2 separate regions of the Sus scrofa genome follow, and region 1 is linked to region 2. Evidence: chromatin contacts called from public HiChIP or PLAC-seq data. All regions are on one chromosome and are shown on one strand. The core of a region is the stretch at or near the end of the contact, and the rest is flanking DNA. Distances in the headings are between cores, read along the strand shown.

The links. HiChIP or PLAC-seq counts read pairs in DNA pulled down with a chosen protein or histone mark.
Region 1: a contact with region 2 is called in an H3K27ac HiChIP or PLAC-seq map of alveolar macrophages. The contact joins the promoter of GJA1 here to the enhancer-like site in region 2. A contact is called at or near these places in 1 of 5 promoter capture datasets (liver), 21 of 47 Hi-C or Micro-C datasets (adipocytes, alveolar macrophages, brain and 14 more) and 2 of 2 datasets of contacts at active chromatin or transcription factors (alveolar macrophages and skeletal muscle).

Annotation. Positions count from the first base shown.
Region 1 is chr1:40,998,522-41,004,707 of Sscrofa11.1, reverse strand. It overlaps GJA1 (gap junction protein alpha 1), which reads left to right and starts at 2,579. Exons shown (of 2, transcript NM_001244212.1): 1 at 2,579-2,743.
Region 2 is chr1:40,659,292-40,665,475 of Sscrofa11.1, reverse strand. It overlaps LOC102158650 (a long non-coding RNA gene), which reads right to left. Exons shown (of 3, transcript XR_001305940.2): 1 at 2,956-6,184. Among named protein-coding and RNA genes, the nearest start is that of GJA1, 340 kb to the left of the region's middle. Within about 2 kb of position 3,240, at least 7 of the 83 cell types and tissues checked have an H3K27ac peak or open chromatin away from gene starts, as enhancers often do. A contact at or near this core is called in alveolar macrophages, omental adipose tissue and retroperitoneal adipose tissue, where this site is marked.

The sequences.
Region 1 (6,186 bases), core at 1,330-3,829, 340 kb before region 2:
TTCAGATAAATAGGATACCTTATTTTAAAAAATACTAAAAATATGTTATTGGTCAAAACGTAACTTACCAGCAGTGCTAGAGTATGAAGTATAAGAGTTGCTGGTAGACATTTGGAGAAGTTACAAGGTGTCCTTGAATAATAACTGTTGTCATTGTTCCAGCAGGGAAGCCATTCACAGTGACCCAGCTCCTCTTGAGCACTATTACTCATAGTGCCATTATTGCCACTCTTGGTGCCATTATTCCAAAAGAAGAGAAGATCACAAAGAATATCTTCATCTTTTATGAATGATTTTGAGAAAATCATTTTAGAAATAAAAGATATAGTACATTCCATATGTTAAGAGAACTTGTTATTTAATTATTGGCTAACATGAATAATCCCTTTGGCCTAGAAAATAAATCAAGTGATTTCCATGAATAACTTAATTTGGTATCAAGAAGTTCCTCTATCTCTTTCAAATTGGTCACATAGGCAACAGACTAAAAAGGAAAGATGCTAGAATGCTGAGATAACAACATCCTTCTATACACCTAACAGAACAGAATTGGAAATTTAACACGATTTTTTCATTTAAAAAAATCCTGTTATAGAATAGCCAGTTGCAACTTTTCTTTAATGCAACTAATTCTGAATTAACATTTTAGGAAATTTTTTAAATAAAATGGATGATTTCAGTAATAATTGTGCTTGATAAATAATTGTACAAAAATAAAGAAAATATTTATGTAATTTTATTTATTTATTTATTTGCTTTTTAGGGTCGCACCCCTGGTATATGGAGGTTCCAAGCCTCATCTGTGATCTACACTGCAGCTAACAGGCAATGCCAGATCCCCCACCCACTAAGTGAGGCCAGGGATGGAACCTGCACCTACATCCTCATGGATACTAGTCAGATTTGTTCCTGCTGAGCCACAATGGGAACTCCCAAATAATTATGCAAATTGAATGAAGCACAGACTTTTTTTTTTTTAAGAGGGAGAAAAGGAAAACAGGTGTTCTTAAAAAGAATAAATCATATTTTCATGAATGTGTTCTGAATCAAAGGAAGTAATTTTTACTTAGGACAAAACCATAGACTCATTTGAAGGAAAAGACACTATAAATACAAGAGCAAAAGAGTATTTATGGATTGCTAAGCTTGAAGACTTGAAAGTTAGAGTACAACTTCTATTTCTTTTTTCCTCTTCCTTAACATAAAGAAAAATGTACCCTTAGAAACAGAATAGCCAGCAAATGAAAGAGCAAAATTGTGTATTAAAACTACAACCTTTCAAAAAGTGCCTTATTAGTCATTTCAATGAAATGAAATTTAGGCAAAGGTATCTATCAGAAAATACTTCCTATCCTACTTGTTTTTTTTTTTTCCTCCTAGTATTTGTATTAGTAAGGAGTATCCCCGCTGGATGAGTTTGCTTTATTTCCAGAGAATAATGCCCAAGAGAGTTCCCTGCCCAACCCCAGGAGCATCACTGAAGCCAGTTTATGAGGAACTCTCCTACCACAGCCCTCTAGTGTAGCCTCTGAACAGACCTCAAAGGACCCGGCCACTCTGAGACTGAGGACACATGACTCAGGCTGTTATAAACCCTAGTGCAGACTGTTGAAGAGGGAGGGCCCTGGAAGTGGTGGAAAAGCACATAAAAACTATACCCAGATCTCTGTGGTCAGCAGCAGAAAACTCTCCAGTGGGTTTTAAGGAGAGAGATGGTCTCAAGGAAAGCTGAGAGTTTCGGGCCTTAACATTTGAATTTTCCATAAAAAATATCCTGACATTTCACTACAAAAGAGAGTTCATTTTTGGCATGAATGGGGCTAGGATATTATAAATTTTCAGTTCCCCAGAGATTTGGTAGAGGTCAGATAGGAAGATTTAACAGTCAAAAAGTATTATAATACAGTTATGAATATAAATATATATATTTTTTGCAAAACTGTGGGAAAGAATGAAATTTAAAGCAGTCAAGGAGTTGAGAGGTGGATTTGGGATGGGCATACCATCCTAAAATGTTCGTTTTTCAAATTTCTCAATCCCATCTCCATTTCCTTTGTTAATTGTCCCTTTAAACTAAGAGGGGAGGAATTAGCTCATCAAATAACTCACTCACACCCACCTTTACACACACCTTGGCCAATAGGAAGTTTGCCCTGGCTGTACACTTTTCCACCACTTTAATTTAGTGTAATATATACATATATTACAGGAAATAAAATCTTAGAAAAGGTAGTAATAATATAAAATACATTACTTTTTATTATCCCTGGACTTTGGGTGAAAAAAGCACTAACTAAAACCCGTAATTGTTACTGTAAGAAGTAACTACAAGTAATGGCATTCAGGTCTCTAATGCCATTTCATGTCTCTCGTCAGCAGTTTTAAAGTTGGACTTCATCTGGACCTAGCTACTCCTCTGCCTCTTCGCCCGCCCCACCCCTCTCGGCTGCCGGCCTCCTCGCCACTCTCCCGCCCGCCTTTCCTCTTCCCCACCCCTTTCTCCTAGCCCCTCCTCCTTGTTGAGTCAGTGGCTTGAAACTTTTAAAAGCTCAGTGCTCCAAGTAAGAAAAAAGCTTTTACGAGGTATCAGCACTTTTCTTTCATTAGGGGGAAGGAGTGAGGAAAGTACCAAACAGCAGCAGACTTTTAAACTTTAAATAGACAGGTCTGAGTGCCTGAACTTGCTTTTTCATTTTACTTCATCCTCTGAGGCGTGCCTACTTCACTTCTTTTAAGGGAAAGAGTAAGTTTTCAAAAAGGACTTTACCTATTTCTTTCTTTTTCTACAATTAAAACTTTGCTAAAGTTTTTTAAAGTGTTAAATGTAGCTTTGATATGATATAAAGGGAATGATGAACTTGAAATGTCTAGTTTTAAAGTTAAAATGGAACTTACGGTATTTATTTTTTGACTGTTAAAAAGTTATCTTTTAATAATGCAACAGGTAGATAAGATTCATACCTTTCTGGATATTTGGTTGGTTCCTCATTTTAGAGTAGAATTTCACTTTTTTTGGTAATTAGTAATAGTCTAGACGCTTTGTAACTTTTGGGGTGGGGTGTGGTTTGGGGGGCCTAGGTTGGGGGTTTGACTGGCTACAACGAAAAAAATCAAAGTGCAAAGATGCCTAGAGTGCTTGCTATAGAATTCTACGCTTTGTGCTTTTTCATATGGAAATCTTGATTGATGTTCTCTAGCCTTGAAAAGCAGACTTCTTAACAAAGTGCTTTGTTAAGACCTTGCGGTTACTTGACTTCCACGTGGTCTCTTCGTAGAATTTCCCCCGGTAAACAAAAAGGTGTAAAAATACGGGTTGTAATGCTGAGGTTCTTAAAGCAACAGTAAAGAGTTAACTTTGTGTTAGCCGCCACTAGGGAAAAATCTTGAGACCCTCAGGGAAGCCACCTTTGACTCGACCACGTTGGCAATTCAGGAGGTGAAATCTCTTGAATGCCTGCCTGCTCGTTACTTACAAAGCGTTAAGTTAGGGCGAGAACAGAAGTTTAGAAAAGAGTGCATGTCAGGGTGCATTTTCAAAACGGTCTCCTAAGACAGGGGCTCCTAGAGAGAATATGAAACGAAATTTCTTAAGACAGCGCCTTAGAGGGAGCTACCGCCCCCCCCCCAACCCCGACACACACACACGCGCGCGAGCGCGCACACACACACACACACAAACACACTGCCACCACCTTCTGCTTGTCCGAACCTGCCACACACTAAAGAGCTCTGGGGCAACTTTTTTGAGTTTGAGCCGCCAGGGTGCTGCCAGGAGGCAAAGATAAAGACGATTTGTCATTTTTAAAGGTTCAATTTCTTACATGCTCTTGTGAGTAACCCACATTCTTTTAGCCTGAAATGCAGCCATGCATTTTCGTGCCCGGTAAGGATTTTGTCTGTTCTAATTCCAGGGACTGAAGTAATTAGTTTAAATTCTTGCTGTGACCCTACAGTTTGAAGTATTTGCACCAGAGAGTGCTCAAAAGCACATAAAAATGAAAGCTTTGGGGAAGGAGGACGGGGGCCTGGGGCCGGGCGGGCGCGGGGTGCCTCCTGCCATTTTAGCATCCGCCTGGCTCGCCCCGGCTCCTGGGCTGCCCCGGCCTCCAGGTTTTGGAAAGGTTTGCGGATATTTCCCTCAAATGCTTAAAAGTTAAACCCAGTGCAGGTCTGAGTTCCGCCACTGGAAGGGAAGGGGTGGGAGCGGTGGAGGTGGGTTTGAAGGAGATGGACATCATGCCGAATGGTAAAAGAATAGCAAATGATTAATTGAATTAAATGTGTCAATCTAATTTCCCTTTTCTCTCACCGCCATCCGCAGTGCCCTTTTTTTCTTTTTCTTTTTTTCCAAACCTGTTGAATCCTAGTGTGTAAGCCATGACGAGGAAACCTGAGTACCTTGGAAATTAATGTGTCTAAATGACACTTGTAACTCTTCAGTAAGTTCTCGAAATTTCCTAAGAATCCGGGGGTGGGGAGCGGGTAGGGGAGCGCAGAGGAAGCCACGTAATGAAATGAGTAAAGACCTAATGACATGTCCAGGAGTAAATCAGTACAGAATTTGGAAATTCAACTTTTGAGTTCCTAGCAGCGGATCGACCACAGTATCCTACTGATTAGCCCTCCAGATGTTTACAGAGCATCTCCCATAAAGTTTATCAAAAGCCCTCCTTGAGCAACCTCATCCTTATCCTAAGGTTGCCTGTACTCCCAGAGTACAAAGAGGAGCACTATAAACTTGGAAAAATAGACATTGTTGCATTTGGAGGTGGGTTTAATTTCTTCTGCCTTCCAAACCAAGTTAGTAATAAGAAGATGCTTAATCTCACCCTCTGAAAATTAGGCACATTTGAATTTAGTCTAAAATGAAGAGGCAATTTGAAGAGTAGATTATGAAAATTTTTCCTAAAGCCTAACTTTTGAACAAGGATTCTTGAAAATAAAATCCTGTAGTAATAGAGATTTAATTAAATTAGCCCTGTCCCTAAAATAGAAATAAGCCACTTAGGTAGAAAATACTTCAGGGAAAGAGTAATTCTTCTAGGTAGGCCGAGTTGCCAGAACGATGGCAATGGTAGAAAAACATTTTGTCGTGGCAAGATGTTTGTGTTGTGCTTAGTAGTTCTCCAAGTCAGGGTGTGGTTGTCACCCGTCCTTTGCTTGGAAAATGCTTTGATAATGCTTTAATTCTACTCTCTTCACTGTTTAAACATGTTCCCATTTTTCTACTACCTTTTATAGTTGATCACCACAGCTGCCCCAAACACTCAATTCCTCACCCTTTACAGTACAATTCCTACATTGCTGGCCCTTCCCAGGAAACAAAGTTCCAAGCAAGCATCCGAAAGGGTGTGTTTTCAGATACTGAGAGTTGTTTTGTTACTGAGATGTTTTCAATTCCTGAGTAGAGAAGGATGGAAAACTCATGATATGGTGCATTCCTTCATTTCTCTGATGATATCCAGAGGTGTAGCTTGGTTTGAGCCTCAGAGCCTCTGTACATGATACCCGAGGGAAGGGAATGATAGGAAAGTCACCAGTGATTAATACCTTCTACTCCACCTTTCCTGTTCTGACTTCCCTTTGAGCTTCTCAGTTGTTGGAATAGATTGTGGAAGCGTATGCACACACAGTTCAGATTTGGGGAGAAAAGTTATTTATTAATTATTAATTACATAGTGTTTACCATTAATGTCAATATTCAGTGTAGATAAGTCAAGTTAAAAAAAAGTCCCCAGAGTTTCTCCTCCATGGGAGACTTTTTTTTTTTTCTCGCTTTAGATTACTACCTAAATTCTCCACTTTGCCTGTCTAGGCTCACCATTTGGCTATGTATGTACATACTGTCTTTTGCCAAAGTTAAAACCCAAACCATGGTGGGCCGTTGATGTGTGTGTGTGTGTTTCCTTAACACTAAACTTAAAATTTTCTGTGATCTTCACATCCAAATATTCCTAGCTTTCTAAATAATTTCTTTAAAAGTGGGTGTTATGGAATATTTCACAGTGATATAGAAAACAGTGTTTTTTAGCAATTTCAGTGAGGGAGATGCATTCTGTAGGATAGGACTTTTTCCATGATTTAGAGATGCCTCCAATTAGAAACACAAAACAGGCAGACCCTCTTCATGGCCTTTTCTCCCTATTAACTGATAAAGGGTAAATTTTTCCTTCCCACAAATCTTTT
Region 2 (6,184 bases), core at 1,991-4,490:
TAAGACAGCTAGTTACTGCATTTGGTCAGTCACTCTAAAGATACTAAAAAAAAAGTACAAATCCAATATGTAGTAAGATTCTAAGAAAAAGGAATAAAGATTAAAGAAAAAATTTAATGGGTAGTATTTAAACTAGCTACATTTGGGGTATGTCTTAATAAGGGTGTCTTTAAAAAAGGAGGAGAGTTATTACATAGGCCAAAAGAAAATTTATAGTCAGATTGCTGTTCAAAGTTAATAGCACTTATAATTTTAACATACTCTGATGTAAGCTTCACTGTCAAGTTGTTAAAAAAAAATGACTCAGTCTCCACTTATAGGACAGTCCATGGCCTGTAGCAATCTGTAAGGATGAGAGAGAAAAGAGAACAGGATTAACGTGTCACTCTCCCATGCTACGGAACCATGGGACCTGCAAATCCCAAGAAAGAGGGAGACTTTCACAAGGTCACTAGGGATTAGGCATGCACACTAATGGCCTTACTCATTGTTCCAAGGGGTCCTGTGATTGGGCTTGGAGCCAACACACTTCAGCCAACAAAGTCTCTCAATTAGGTACAGTCCCAATGCCAAGTTTCTCAGCAAGAGCATGTGAAAGGGCTCCTTTTGACTTTTGATCAAATCCATTTAAAATCTTTGCCATGGGGTGCTGAAAAAATCAACATTTTAAAATATGTCTAGAATGCCTCATACCTGGGAACTAATATTAGCTACTTGTTCTTATTGTAGAGATTATGATCAATGGATTCACAATGCTCTCAAGAAAATGGATTCAACATAAAATATTACTGTGGGTCATGGTGGAAATGAGAAATTCACTCATATTTGCCAGCAGTGCTAGACTATCAGCTCTCTGGGGTGGGGATCTTGTCTTACACCTCTGTGCAGGTGCAGAGCCCTCACCATGTGGTAGGTAATTGGCGGATTTTTTTTTTTTTTTTTTTTTGACTGGATGGATGATTTAAACAGATCTGTTTACTGGGCTTGCAAAATAATCATCAAACAAATAGGCAGTTTACTGTTTGGAAGATCCTTTTTTACCCTACTTTCCCAGTTACCCGTGGTGAGACTTGAACTGTTTGTCCTTTTAGAACAGAAGAAGAGCTTTTTACACTGGGAAACCCAGACCAATGGCGGCGTGCCTGCTTTGTGGAGGTTGCCTAATCCTTTCTGCTTTGGAATGCTCCTCTGGGTTGGGGAAGTCTCCTGCCTTGGCTGTGATCACAGAGCTACAGAGGGAGGCTTTCACTTCAGCATCCTTTCTTTTCTTTCCAAGTGTAAAAAAAAAACAAGGTTTGACTAACATGTAATACTGAACACTTTGTCTTCAGATCTTGTCTTCTCTATTACATTTTTCAGTGACAATAAGGAAACAATGATTCACAATCCGTAAGAAGGATCCACCCTTGTTCCCTTTAAGAGGGATGCTCCCATCATTTCAACTCAGTTCAAGTGGAAACACTGAACCCAAAAGCAAAAGAGCTAGGACAGACTGGCAAATTCTGTGGTTTGTGCAAAGGATTACGTACCATTGACTGAAAGAAAAAAAAAAAAAAAAAAGCACTACCTAAAATTTGAGGGTTATGTTTTACTCCGATGATTTTCTGAGGACTTCAAGCCCAGGACACAACAGCTCGAACAACACTGAAAACTTTTCCAGAGAGGCAATGATGGGGAGCTAGGATGTATAGGAGTTTTCAACAAAAGACCAAGCAGTCAGAACATCAAAGGATTATTAACAATTAAAGGAACTCAGGAGTGTCCCTTGTGGGTCTCAGCAGGAATGAACCTGACTAATATCCATGAGGATACAGGTTAGATCCCTGGCCAGCTCAGTGGCTTAAGGATCCTTCATTGTTGTGAGCTGTGGTGTGTTTTGCAGACGCAGACAGATACCTTGTTACTGTGGCTGTGGTGTAGGCCAGCAGCTGCAGCTTCAATTTCACCCCTAGCCTGAAACTTCCATATGTGGCTAAAAAGTAAAAGAAAAAAAAAAAAACCATACATTTTACATTAAGGAATTTAGTGCTTTTCTGTGAATGGGAAGATGCAAGAGTTTGAGCTCACTGAAATCACCCCTTTGATATTCACCTCAGCTATCTGGGCCAATACTCTGTTTTCTCAGGGGGCACCATAGGGGGTAGCTGAAGCTGCTGACTGCTTAGATGGGCTTCGCAGTGAGCAGCCCATTTGTCTCCATCCTGAGTTTCCTCAGGGCTCGCTGTCCAGTTGGCTGCAATGTGATGGCTTGGTGGCTGCAACATCCTTTGTTTACTGTCATGGCAGGCAATATTTTAGCTCTCACTATCTATCCTGCTAAACTCCCCTACATGGAGCAAAACACATCTTCCGAGAAAGGAAATTGTTTTTGTTGTTGTTGTTTTTCCTGATGAGAAATGTAGGAATGTATGAGATATCGAACATTTATTTATTTATTTATTTATTTTTGTGTTTTGTCTTTTTAGGGCTGCACCCGCAGCATATGGAGGCTCCCAGGCTAGGGGGTCTAATCAGAGCTACAGCTGCTAGCCTAAGCCACAGCCACAGCAATGCCAGATCTGAGCCTCATCTGCTACCTACAGTATAGCTCATGGCAACACCAGATCTTTAACCCACTCCTCCAGGCCAGGGATGGAACCTGCAACCTCATGGTTCCTGGTGGGATTCATTTCTGCTACGCCACAAGAGGAACTCTGAGATATTGAACCATAAAGGCTCTGAGAGGGCAAATTGTAAAAACGTACTTTTCCAAACTTAAACAATATTTGCAAACTCAATTGCCTATAGAGACAAAAAATATAACAAAAATCTGTGATGAAGGCCAGATAGAAGATGAATGGAGTTGTAAAAACTTGAGGGAGTGGTAAGTTTGTTCCCGTTTCAAAGTTCAAATTCTCGAAAACACACATGCACACACATATACATTCACACAAATAGACATTCAGAGTCACTTACCTTGAGTGAAATGCAGTCTTTTGGCCATTATTTTTAAACCTTGAATTCTACCCTACAGTTTTTTCAGGTTAGGGCAGTTTTTCCAAGTAAGAGTCAAGCCTGGATCTGCTCTCTGTCATGTGAAATTTTTAAAAAGGCGAGATTTCAAAAGAATTAACGATTCAGCCTAGTGGAGGCTAATTCCTTCTAATTCCCTGCTAATTCACCAAAAACTCAGTCTACTACTACCATGACCCAATGTAGCCTTAGACGTGACCCTTATTCAGTCCTCCTCTCCTTGAGCTCCCCCTAGAGGTTAGAGTCTGCCAATAACAGAAACCCCGCAGTGACTTCTCAGAAAAGATGGAATTAAAAAAAAAGGAATAGGAGTGGCACGGGGGTGATTGCTAAGAACATAACAATCAAAAGAAAAATAATAAAAATATTTATGTGAATTTATTCCTCATGTCTTGTGCACCAAGTAAATATTTAGGGCATATACTATGTGCAAAGAATTGTGGTAAATGTTCTGGAAAATGCTGAAATCACCAATTACACAATTTCTTCTTCTGTAAAAGATTACAAAAAGCAACATTCTTTCTGCTTTTCTGACCCTGCAAATTCCTCTTTCACTAATTTTTCTATTCTATTCTTCTTAAGTAGTGGCCTTCTTCAGAACCCTCTTCAAATTCTCTTCTTTCTTGCTTTGCATTTCTTTGTTTATGTACTCTCATTAATTTTTCTGGTTTCAATCACCACTTTTTTTTTTTTTTATGATTTCCACCTTTATATCTCTGGACTGAACTTTTCTTTGAGTAGCAGATACATGGTTTCACTTTTCTGCTGAAATTCTTCACTAGAAAGTTTCAGTCATGTCAAACAACATCCCCCAGAGCTAATTCAAGACCATAAGCATTTAATGACAAATAGGCATTGTCAGTGGTAAGTGATATGATTCAGAAGATCACTTTGGGGTGAGGTTGTCTGGGAAAGTCTCCCGGCAGAGCCAGACTTGGGCAGGAATTTGAACAAGAGGTTTGTGGACAACAGTGTGAACAAAATCAGGAGGACATCCATCACGACTTCCTTCAATGGAGACTTTTTCTGCCATGCCAGTACTTTTCAGTCCAAATCAGTTTTGACCTCTAGTCCAATACAAATTTTTAAAAAAGAGAGAGAAAACAAAATAAAAACTTGCCCCATGGTAGTTTTTCTCTATCTGCTTTTTCCTCCTTCCAGATGGAGAAATTGAAGATCAGAGACCAAATAAGCAAAGGACGAAGCCATTTTCCACTCACAGTAGAAATACACAAATTTTCGCAAACATAGGTAGATTTCTCTACCCTTGAAAACTGAAATGGCAATCCTGAAGCCCAGCTGAGAGTTGGCCCTTGAATACCAGGCATTTTCTTTATTCATTCTGCATCCACTTGGTTCTGGCCTTGCCTTTGTCCTAGCCAAGGAGCTGAATGTAGCCTCTGATGTTCGCAGCACTGCCTTGCAATCTTGAAAAAGTTGTAAAAGGACTGCCTTTTTTCCATTCCCTCCCTTGCAGTGGCACTTTCAACATAAAAAAGTAACTTAACTCTGAGCCCACATTGGACTTTTTTATAATCGCATCAGGCAAGCTCTTTTGGTGATTACTTCAAAATAAAATAGATGTTTTCTTCTTTTTATCTTATGCAATGTTGTTATTTAGAAGGAACATGGGGAGGCTTATCTGTTCCCTGAGTAATCATAGTGGTTGTTTTTCCCATACAGAATTGTAGCTAATTAAGAACATTTTTTTTTTTTAATGTTCAACTAGATACACCATGAAAATCTTAGTTGTGTGAAACTTTTTTCATAAGAAATTTCAACTCTTTTCTGTGATAGCTTCAGGGGTCAAGGAAGTTAAACTATGACAGCTTACAAAAAAAGGCAATTGTGAGAATTCAGTCAAAAACAACAGGCTTTATTGAAGTCTTCTAACCTTCTTTGGTAACCATACAGACAGTTTTAAGATTTTTTTAAAATTCGATTTATTTTTTTTATGGTCTTGGAATAGAAATGTGTTCACTGCAAGTCAGGTAAATACCTTTAAATATTTGTCAACCAGCATCATGAAAGAAATCTTTTATTATTGCACCTGTTGAAATTAATTGGGCAGTATTGTACATCATGACTTCTCTGCCATAATACTGGCTTTGTTACGAAACTGAAGTGCTATTTGCTGAGTCTGCTTAATGAAGGGCTATGTGTTTTCTTTTGTAATCCCAAAAGTCAGAAAAACATAGCTCAGATGAATGAAGATATATGTGTTTGAAGAAAAAGAGGAAGTTTCCTGATTTTCATTAGTTTATAAGCTAGATCTTGCTTGGCAAAGCAGTAAGAAATATGTTCTGTTTTTAAGATAGAACAAGATGACAATGAACTTGGCTTGAGCGTTGAAGGAGGGGTCATTTGGCTTTTAGGAATACATCCTACAGAGATCCTTACAGCTCCTGCTCCTCTGAGCTTCAGTAGAATGAAGAGCTTGAACAGACTACAGCCTAGCATGACCTGTTTCAAAGTTCAGGAAACAGATATGGTTATAACATGGTCATCTCCAACCCCTCTCCCTATCAATCACCTTTCCTTACACTTTTTTAGAAAACAACAACAGCAACATTTATTGCTCTTTCAGCCATTCTCTCCTCTCAAATAAAATTACCCCTGAACCCTCAGAACTTAAACCCAGTCCACAGGAAGTGAGTGTGAGGATTTGTCCTGATTCCAACACTATACAGAGAGAGAACTATCTGCCTGATTAGCCCTCTTCTGCCATTGCTTCTCCCTGGCAGATGATGTTGATGCTAAAGACTCAGCCTGCACAGCTCTATGGACAGTGTTTGTGTACTGTTGCTGGGTTACTCTTGCTGATATATACACATAGCAGCCACAGAGATGCCCTGCTTTATGTGTCAAGGTTATGGCTCTTTTTAGTTCTCATCACCATGCTTAAGTCTTGTTCCTGAAAGCACACAAAATGGAGGAAAGAACAGCACGTGTGGATAGCTATTTAGATAAAGAAAAATACAGGAAAATGACACCAATTTTTACCAGCTGTTATTAACTCTGAACTAGAAGATTATGGATGATTTTGTTTTCCTTACACTGTTTTCAGCTCTTTTACTTTTTTTTTTTTTTTGAAATTATACCACTTCACTTTATTATTTAAACATTTTTAAGTACCCAATAAAGTAAAGAAATTAGCAGTATTGGGAAAAAG